Linked DNA regions of Mus musculus: region 1 is linked to region 2. A link is a contact called in public HiChIP or PLAC-seq data. All regions are on one chromosome and are shown on one strand. Each heading gives the region's core, a stretch centred on a gene start, on an enhancer-like site or on the middle of the called end of the contact. The rest is flanking DNA. Distances are from core to core; before and after follow the strand shown. Region 1 has its middle 18 kb from the start of Odc1. Region 2 overlaps Nol10 (nucleolar protein 10).

Evidence for each region. HiChIP or PLAC-seq counts read pairs in DNA pulled down with a chosen protein or histone mark.
Region 1: a contact with region 2 is called in an H3K27ac HiChIP or PLAC-seq map of trophoblast stem cells, with 15 read pairs. The contact joins two enhancer-like sites. A contact is called at or near these places in 7 of 484 Hi-C or Micro-C datasets (the AML12 cell line, the G1E-ER4 cell line, Th2 cells and 4 more), 5 of 115 datasets of contacts at active chromatin or transcription factors (embryonic stem cells, epiblast stem cells, extraembryonic endoderm stem cells and 1 more) and 1 of 9 other capture datasets (embryonic stem cells).

The regions. Positions count from the first base shown.
Region 1 is chr12:17,524,507-17,529,449 of GRCm38.p6, forward strand. No RefSeq gene overlaps it. Among named protein-coding and RNA genes, the nearest start is that of Odc1, 18 kb to the right of the region's middle. Within about 2 kb of position 2,230, at least 4 of the 459 cell types and tissues checked have an H3K27ac peak or open chromatin away from gene starts, as enhancers often do. A contact at or near this core is called in trophoblast stem cells, where this site is marked.
Region 2 is chr12:17,418,332-17,422,755 of GRCm38.p6, forward strand. All of the region lies in intron 19 of Nol10 (nucleolar protein 10), which reads left to right. Among named protein-coding and RNA genes, the nearest start is that of Gm36752, 16 kb to the right of the region's middle. Within about 2 kb of position 1,965, at least 56 of the 459 cell types and tissues checked have an H3K27ac peak or open chromatin away from gene starts, as enhancers often do. A contact at or near this core is called in trophoblast stem cells, where this site is marked.

The DNA of each region.
Region 1 (4,943 bases), core at 980-3,479, 110 kb after region 2:
AGCTGAGTCTGAACAAGAGCACAAAGTGCCCCGCTCAGGCCTGGGTTGGCCCACTGGGGCCGCCCTGCTGGTCTCCCCAGTCCCAGGGCATGACTGAAGGGGAGCCCTGGACCAATTGCACGGCCTGTGTTAAATACATGTTATATTTAGCTTCCGGGCATCATGAGGAATTATTTAGGCTGACTCATAGGTTTCAGCCCTGGGTATTGGACTATCTTCACCAGAGCTGAGCAGAGCCTGAAAACCCTCTTCCCATGTCTGAATGCTCCTGCTGCATAGCTGTCTCTCCGAGGCAAACTCCCTCTCCCTCATACTTGACCTGGATCAGCTCGCAGTTTGAACATAGTGTGTGGCTTTGGGTTTGTGACTTGTCAAGCACACTTTTATTAAAAATAAAATACAGAGTGTCATATGTAGCCAGGCTGGCCTTGAATTCAATATATACCCAACATACCCAAGGGAGGTTGATCTTGTACTCCCACCTTCCTGCATTCACCTGCCAAATGCTAGGATTACAGGTGTGTGAATGCTAGGCAAACATGCTAACAATTGAGCTACACTCCTCAGGCCCTCAAAATAAATCCAATCTCATTCTTTCTCCCCACCCCCCACCTCCCCAACCCCTCCCCCCTCTCAACACTAGCCAGAGATCAACCTCAGCTGTTATTCTTCAGGGCTTTCTACCTTGATCCAGGTCTCTCAGTGGGATCTTATAGACTACATGAAGCTGACTGACTAGTGAGCCCCAGCAATCCATCCACCTGTCTCTGCTTCTCAGCTCTGGAATTAAGAAAACATATCAGCACACCCAGTGGCTTATTACCTGGGTGCTGGGGATTGAACCCAGGCCTCCTGCTTGTCTAACAAATGCTCTTACAGACTGAGCCATTTTCCCCAAGCCCACAACCTACATTCTAATGGCAAGTCTCTGAGTGACTACCATCTCCACTCCACAGATAAAGGAAACAGCAGCTCTGAAAGCGAAGTGGCATAGCCCATGTCACAGCAAATCCCAGATCCTGGCAAGCCTGCTGAGACTCCAAAGTGACTCCACCAATCCTCAGGCCCTGTTAGCTGTCACACAGGGTCAGGAACAACTCTTGGCTTGAAATTGTATTGCAAGAAGGGGTATGGATCCTGTGGTGACATTTTCAAGGACAAGAGAGGTTTGTTATTGCTGTGAACTGGGCTGAGCTGGAAGTGTCTGCTGCTGGTGACAAATTAAAAGTACCCTTTTCCCAGCAAGTCTGGTGGTATACGTGTTCAATTTCAGCTGTGCAGTGGGAGTGAGGTAGAGGCAGGCAGATCTCTGAGTATGAGGCCAGCCTGGTCTACAGAGTGAGTTCTAGGACAGCCAGAACTCCACAGAAAAACCCTGTCCCTGGGGTGGGGGTTGGGGTGGGGGTTGGGAGGAAGGTGTTCAGTTTCAGAAAGGAGTAAATCCCTTATGCCCTGTGGGGTGTCCAAGGAAGGGCTTTTCTTGTCTGCCACGTCTGTGACCCCCTCACATGCGCAGCATAACTCTTGAAGGTGTAGGGGGTGGAGACACTGACCTGGCTCAAGCTGCTTCATCTGCCTTTCTCCAGCATCACTGTTCAAGTCCAACAAGCCTGGATTTGAATTCAGGCTCTGTACTCACATGTGGTAAATCCCAGGCAAGTCTCGACCTCTCCCTGCCTTAAGTAGGATGAGATGGGTTTGTATGCACCAATGCCCATAGCCCAGCCTGGCCTATGGCTCTGTGGTCGGTGTCTGCTGCCCCCTCTTCCTCGGGCAGCTACCCACGTTCTAATCTAACAGAAGTGACCCACCCAGGCCCTCAAGATCAGTTCTTTATGGTTTTTATCAAAACCATGATCCAGACTCCACATCCCCTTCCAGGGCCTCATAGCTCACAACCTGCCAATGACAACTGCTCTGGATCCCAGGTGACAGCTCACAGGGCCAGGCTGTTGCTAATGTCAAAGTCAGAATCCGGACCCTGGCAGCAGGGAGAAGCTAGGCTCAGCACCTGCCCTAAGTGGGCCAGTTAATGAAACAAAATACCAGTGGGGAACTGCAGAAGAGATACATAGTCAGTGTGACCTTGCTGGGGGAAGAGGTCCTGGGGCTTGATAGCCAGAGGCGGGGGTGGGGGTGGGGAAGTTTGAGCATCCATAGTATCTTCATCCCTAGCAGGATGAGGACAAGAGAGTGGGAGTGGCCGTTGTGTTAGTCACTTTCAGATCCTGCGACACGTCCCAACTCTCTATAAACTAAAACAGAGTGGGATCCAGCATGCTCCGGGCCTCCAGGCCTGCAACCCTGGGGTTCTCAGAAGTTCAGACCCTATGAGGCTGACAGTGCTGGAATTGTCTCCCAGGGTGACGGGCAAGCACTTTGTACCCCGAGAATCTGGGAGGTGCCAGAAGACTTCTCTGCTGAGTTCTCTCAGTCAACCCCCAAATATAAACAGATTTTTAAGAATTGTATAACAAGTGAAAATGGGAGGGTCTGAGGTCTAGCTCAGCTGATAGAGTGCTTGCTTAGCACACACACACAAGCCCCTGGATTCAATCCCCAGAATTGAATAAACCAGATTTGGTCACAGGAAAACTTTTGTGCCACAACCACACCCTTAGCTGAGACAATCAGATCTCTGGTCTACACACAAAGTTCTAGTCAGCCAAAGCTACACGGTAAGACACTTTCAAAAAGAAAAGAAAAGAAATAACCTTTTTCACCCAGCATGGAACCTTCTGACAAGCTCTACAGCCCAGCCCCTGATGTGCAGGCTCACCTTTATACCTCTGCCTTTCCCTGTCCACCTCTTTTGGGCACGTCTAGGTCACAGGCGTTCAGGCACAGCTCTACCTCCTGGCAAACCCACATGCTCCCATTGCCTGTGGTCAGGCAGGTGTCTCCAGCCTGGTGGAAAGGATGGGCTTCAGCACTCCCCTCTCCCCCAATAACTTCTTACTGTCAGCAGGTAGTTGGCCCAAGACAGTCATTCTGAGTTCAACCCCCAACACCACATAAAAATAAGCTGTGGTGTGACACACCTGAAATCCCAGCCCTCAGAAGGTAGAGGCAGGAGGATCAACTCTCTGGGCCTAGTCCTAGATAACTCCACCCAAGTCTGGCCTCATGGCCCATCTTCCCCCTTCCCAGAGATTCCTACCTCCTAGACATGCCTTACCTACATAAAATAGATTACATACATGGTTGCCTAGACAACCTAGGGACTGCCACTGTCAGAGTAGGAAATGCTGTCACTGGAGGAAATTAGGCTTTTTCACTATCTGTGGGTCCTTCTAGAAGCTTTGGTACTATTAGAGTGTGCTCAGTAATGAGGTTTCTCTCTCTCTCTCTCTCTGTGTCTGTCTCTGTCTGTCTGTCTCTGTCTCTGCACGCGCGCGCGCGCACACACACACACACACACACACACACACACACACACACACACGAGTGTGCACGTGTCTCTGTGCAGCCTGTGGGCTCAGTGTGAAGCACTGCACACAGGCACAGTCCACAGTGCTCAGCCCTGTGATGCTCTCACCTCCCAGTGAGCGCAGGACCAGCTTCAAACCTCTCTGGGATTCACACTTAGCACCTGTGATCAGAAGAGTTAAAATTTGCCAAGTTCTGGTGCCACACTCAGCAGGTGGCGTGCCTGCCTGAGTTCAGTCCCCCACCTCATAAAAACCAGGCATGGGGGCACACACCTGTAATCCCAGTATCCCAGCTGAAGGATAAAATGTTCAAGGTTACCACAGCTGGTCAGAAAGTATCCTCTGAGGATCGTAAGAGATGTCAGCCTGTGAAGTTTCTGTAACTTATTTATACCCCACTGTTGGCCTTTTGGGAAGAGTCATGAAGAACAGAGCTGAAACCTCTGTATCCTCTGGAAAGCTGGCCCTGGGCTGCCACCCTCCCAGGAGCCTCGTCGGGATTTCTTGGCTCCATTAGGTAGGCTAGGCTCTGAGGTAGGAGCTAGACACAGCGCCACACTGCTGCCTGCATTGGTCTGAGGATTCCCTTTGGAATCTTCTACATAAGTAAAGCCAGAGTCTTGGCTTCACTGCCAAAATGAACTTCAGGATGCTCAGGTCGTCTTCAGCCATGGAGTTTAAGACCAGTCTAGGATCCGTGAGTAGGACCAAGCATGTAGGTTAACAGAGAGGTTCTACGGGAAGGGGTTAGACACACCCAGGCATGGGTGTGGGTGTGCCAAGGGAGTCCTCTTAATTGTATTTGCCATAGCAAAATACACAATTTTGATGGCTTCTGACATTTCCCCCTCAAATGGTTGCTAAGGGGTTTAAATGAGATCCTAGGGTGGTTCTTTGGGTACGCTGGACAGGATTATAGCTGATGAAGTAAAATTTTGCAGGAAAAATTAAGGTTTTGTTTAAAGATGAAGGAGAAGGAGGAAGAAGTCTCAAAAAAGTTTATAATTTTGTTTGTGATTTTTTTTTTCTGGAAATTTTTAGGTTTCCAGAAAACCTAAATTGGGAACAGAATGAGGTTGCCTATGCTTGGACCTCAGATACAGCTCACTGCTATCTAACATTCTTATTTGAAACATCTGTATATAAAAGAAATTATGCTGTCTCTATGCACAATCTTTATAATAAGTTTTATTAATCATGCTGATTTTTTTTTTTACTGTCCCACTGAAAGGCTTTCTCCAGACTACAAAGTGAGGGACCCTATTTCCTTTCCATGGGTTAATCTTGACATTTACCAGAAATTTTGAGCCAAATTTAAAGCTATTTTGAGCCAAATTTAAAGCAAGTTTTACTAAATATTAAATAGTGACCAAGAGATGTACTTTGGTCAGGACCATTCTCTGGAATTTCTCAGCTGGGATGGCCTCAAGCCATGTGTTGCAGGGGCTTATTAGCTTTTAAACCACCTGTTGCTGCAGGCCCTTCCTTGTCCGATGAGACCATCCTGCCACA
Region 2 (4,424 bases), core at 715-3,214:
CAGAGACATTCCGCAGAGCCAATACTACTGTGCCTCTTGAGCTTTCTTCTCCAGCACTCAGTTTTCCATTCAGGAACAGGGATTTTTACAAAGTCCAGGGGAAGAAAGGTGGGGTGGGGAAGGCATCAGTGTTGCTGCTGGAGTTCAAACATGTCTTTTCTCATCTTCACACTTCTGTCGCTTATCTAGCACAGCGATGGTGAGCTGCTCCTTCTCCTTAGAACCAAGGAGCACATGTGTTCCAGTTAGCAAAAGGTGTGCTATAAAGAAGCTAGTGGCAGCCGGGCGTGGTGGTGCATGCCTTTAATCCCAGCACTTGGGAGGCAGAGGCAGGCAGATTTCTGGTCTACAAAGTGAGTTCCAGGACAGCCAGGGCTACACAGAGAAACCCTGTCTCGAAAAACCAAAAAAAAAAAAAAAAAAAAAAAAAAAAAGAAGCTAGTGGGGGAGAGAGAGAGAGAGAGAGAGAGAGAGAGAGAGAGAGAGAGAGAGAGAGAGAGAGTGTCATGGATAGAGTTTTTTCTGAGGCAGCCATTTGGTTAGTTTTGGTTTTTTAGAGACAAGAGTCACTCTACAGAGAGCCCAAGCTGGCTTAACCATAGCTCAGGCTGGAATGTGTTTTTACCTACGTGAGTGGAATTGCAGTCATGTTGCCGCTCTGTCCTTAGCCTTTAGAGAAACTGCTAAATAGCTTTGCAGGGTGGGCACACCATAGCTGTGCAACTTGCTTTGTCCAGGATTACTCTCAGACCACTGCTGCAGACTGCTTTTATTGTTTATTTTCTGTTGCATTTGTCTTGCTTCGTGCGCTCCCAGCTAGTGCTTGGAATGGAATAGACACTGGAAGGACAGCCTGTCAGCTGCCCCTTCAGGTCTTCTCAAGAAAACCTCATGTCCTGGTAAACGCTGGTAGGAAGCGGCAGTGATTGTGTTCAGTGTAGCCATAGGAGTTAGGCCACTTTGGGGGGTGGAGGATGGCTGAGCTTGAGAACAGTCTTCCTGTGGGCTGGAGCTGGATAGTCACGTGACAAACAAGCAGGAGAAAAGTTTGTAGTTAGGGGCTAAAGAGATGGCTCAGAAGTTAAGAGCATCTGTTGGCTTTTTGGTTTTTTGTTGCTTTCAACAAATAGGGTTCAGTTCCCAGCACCAACATGGTGGTTCACAAACATCTGAAACGCCAATTCCAGGGGATCTGATGCCCTCTTCTGACCTCCACAGAACCAGGCCCACACATGATACATATATATGAAGATGAAACACTCATATACATAAAACACAGTTTTAAAATACTTTTAGGGTTTTTAAAAATTCTTATTTAGTAGAGCAGAAGAAATGGCTCCATGGAAGAGAGTGCTTGCTGTTCTTTCAAAGAGCCTGAGTTTACTTCCAGCACTGACATCAGAAGGCTCACAGCCACGTGTAAGTCCAGCTCCCAGAGAACCTGCCTCCCTCTTCCAGCTTCACTCTCGTACAGCACACACTCATGCAGATTGTTCCGGTAATTTAAAAAATTTTAAGAGTAAACATCAGGTCTAGCAAGGTGCCTGAATGGGTAAAGACACTTGCTGGCAACCTAAGTTTGGTCCTAGATCCCTCATGGTGGAATGAAAGAGCTGGCTACTAGAGGCTGTCTGACTACCCACAAATGCTCCTTCTCTGCACTAAATAAACAAAATGCAGTAAACAAGAAATAAACAGCAGCTGAGGGAATCCCTGCAGCGAAGCACAGTCGGTGGGAAAAACAGTCGCTATGAGAAGAGCTGGGGAGGTTACTTAGCTTGCTTCTTAAAGGGCTAACCCAGTGGGGCTGGCTAGCACTGGCAAAAGCAGTTTACCGAGTGCTAGTCTTGACTGGATTATTGTGGTAAATCCTGGGCTTGCAGATTTTAATACAGCTTAGTAAAGCATTGAACCATTATCCTTTAGAGACCTGAAATAACTCCTTATGTTTATCCCATGAGTCACCACAAGGCAGTCCAGGAAAGACAGCAACAAAATGGGATGTATTGTGTTTAAATATTCACTCAGACTTGCCCAGCTTGGAAATTATTTTTGTAGCAGAGAAAGTAAACAGTCAATAGTCAGCAGGTTTTAGATAAATACACATGTCCATCAACACAAATTTTCATGCTTTACACGTTGCTGTGTTTGTGAGTTATTTACCCACTTATCAGCTTCCCCACCCCCTATCCATTCATCAAGCATCCAAGGAATGCCTGGTATGAATGAACTAAGACCCTCCTAGACGCTGAGGACAGGAAGGACACATGTCTGTTACTCCTAGCCTAGCAGATATCCTCTGATCAGAGAGGTGTGGAAGGGAGAAAAGAAAGAAAGGGGCTTGATTTAGGGAAAACTCAGGAAACCGTTTGTGAGAGTCCTGTTGGAACTGGTCTTTTGAAAGGTAGAGTGCTGAGCATTCAGTGGGGTGTGGACAAGTCCCAGCAGACCCCTGGAAAGCCATGGAGAACTGTCCAGCTGAGATTAACATCATCGGACCTGTCCTCAGCAGTCCCTCCCTCAGTAACACAAACACCTTGTGTAACGATACTGCGTGTTCATCGGAGAATTAAGTCATAGAAGCAGAAGAGGCCCCTGTTCAGAAACCCATGGTCAAGTCTCTCAGCTTTAGACCAATGGTATGAAAGAGACTGTACTTCCAAGGAGCCACTCAGACTGTCAAAGAGAGTCTGAGAAGAGATAGAGCTGTCCCTCATACCCAGAAAGGTCCATGTGCCTAGACCCTACCCAAGGCCAGGGGCAAGAGGAGCTTACAGACTCAGAGCCAGGTTATTACCCAAAAGGCTGTGTGAAGGTAGGGGAGGCAGACACCAACTCTAACAGTGGCTCCTGATTTAAACCCCGAAGCAGAATGGAACAGTTGAGGGTAGCACTGAAATGTCCAGCATGTTCCCTGTGAAGTGAAGCAAATCTGACATTCAAAGCATAGAGCTGGAATTGCAGCTTGTGTTCATAAGGTGTCTTCTTGGTGGTGTCCCAGTGGACACATGGAGCCCTAAGGCTGGGCTTGTGGTATGTGTTCATTTGAGAGATGCTAGCCCTTTTGTATGATGTGCAAGGCTACAGAATACTGAGGACATGTTTAGTAAGAAATAGAATCCCAGGGAAAACATGTTTGTTGAGTCAGATAAATGCCATACATCTGGTTAGTTGAGTGTGCTGAGAGATTGAAACATCACATTTTTGACTGCTTAATTGATCACCCTCACTGGAGCTTATGAAGCACCACTTGCAAACTAGCAATATTGAGAGTATTTGAAACTTTTATAGGAAAAGCAAAGTTTTGTCAGTTATTTAAAAGATGCACTTATTTAGTGTGTATGTATATGTGCTTACCTGAGTTTATGTGCATGAAGTATGTGCAGATACCCTGGAGTTTTAGACAGATGTGGTCTCTGATGTGTGCTGGGAATCAGACTGGGTCCTCGGCAAGGACAGAGATGTTCTTAGCCAGTGGCCCCAGCACTGGTGATTTAGGAGTACCTAGTGTTAAAACGTGAAACACTAAAGCACTGTTTATATTTTATGTTTGGATTCCATTTACCATGTAACTAGAATCTGTTCTGGGGAACATTGAGGTCCGTTGCCTTCTGCTTTTTAGCTTGCCTTCCCCTGCAGAGGGATTAAAAAACTGGTTGAAGAGTGATTTTTTTTTAATTAAATGTTGCTAATTAAAGAAATTATAACGTATGTGTGTATTTTAAGCCTCAAAGAAGTAAGTCGTTCTCCTTTCCTGGGGCAGCTAATAAATAACTCATTTGATTTTTTTTCCCCCTTGTAGTTTATGCCCATTTTCTTTTTTATATTAAGGTATCCTTACTAATCGTTTAGGCTCTTCCCTTTATGTTCTACCCTGGATAGCTGGGTGTTTCAGCTCCTAATCTTAATTCCTGTGTCTTCTCTTTGTAATCAGCATAATGTTTTTTTAACTTGTCCTGCTTATATTTTTTTTTCCTGAAATACGTAATTGTACCAACTAGAAAGTGTCTGAAGTGACCTGAAGCCTGGGCTCGAGGGGATAAGGAGGGCCTGAAGTAAAGGAAGCCAGCCCATCCCCTACCTGCCTGCTTCCCTGCATCCTGTCCCATGTGCTGCTGCACTGTGTCTGTCCTGCATCTTCTCTCTGACCAGTCACACTCAAGCAGCAGACGATGACCTGCCGGGTAGCAGCCACACACTGATGTTCAAAGGGAGGGGAGGGGAGCTTGCTTTAATGTAGAAGTCTGCACACCATCCGAGCTGTCTCTGATCTTCTGCCATGGCTCGTCCTAACACTCAGCTTGCCTCTCTGAGCAGCCTAGACAGAACAAGTTTTTACAGGTACAGGAGGAGAGAACATTGGGAGAAAGGCAGTTATGTGCCCTAGTGTGGAGGAAGTCGGGGTGTTCTTAAAGAGTAGTAAT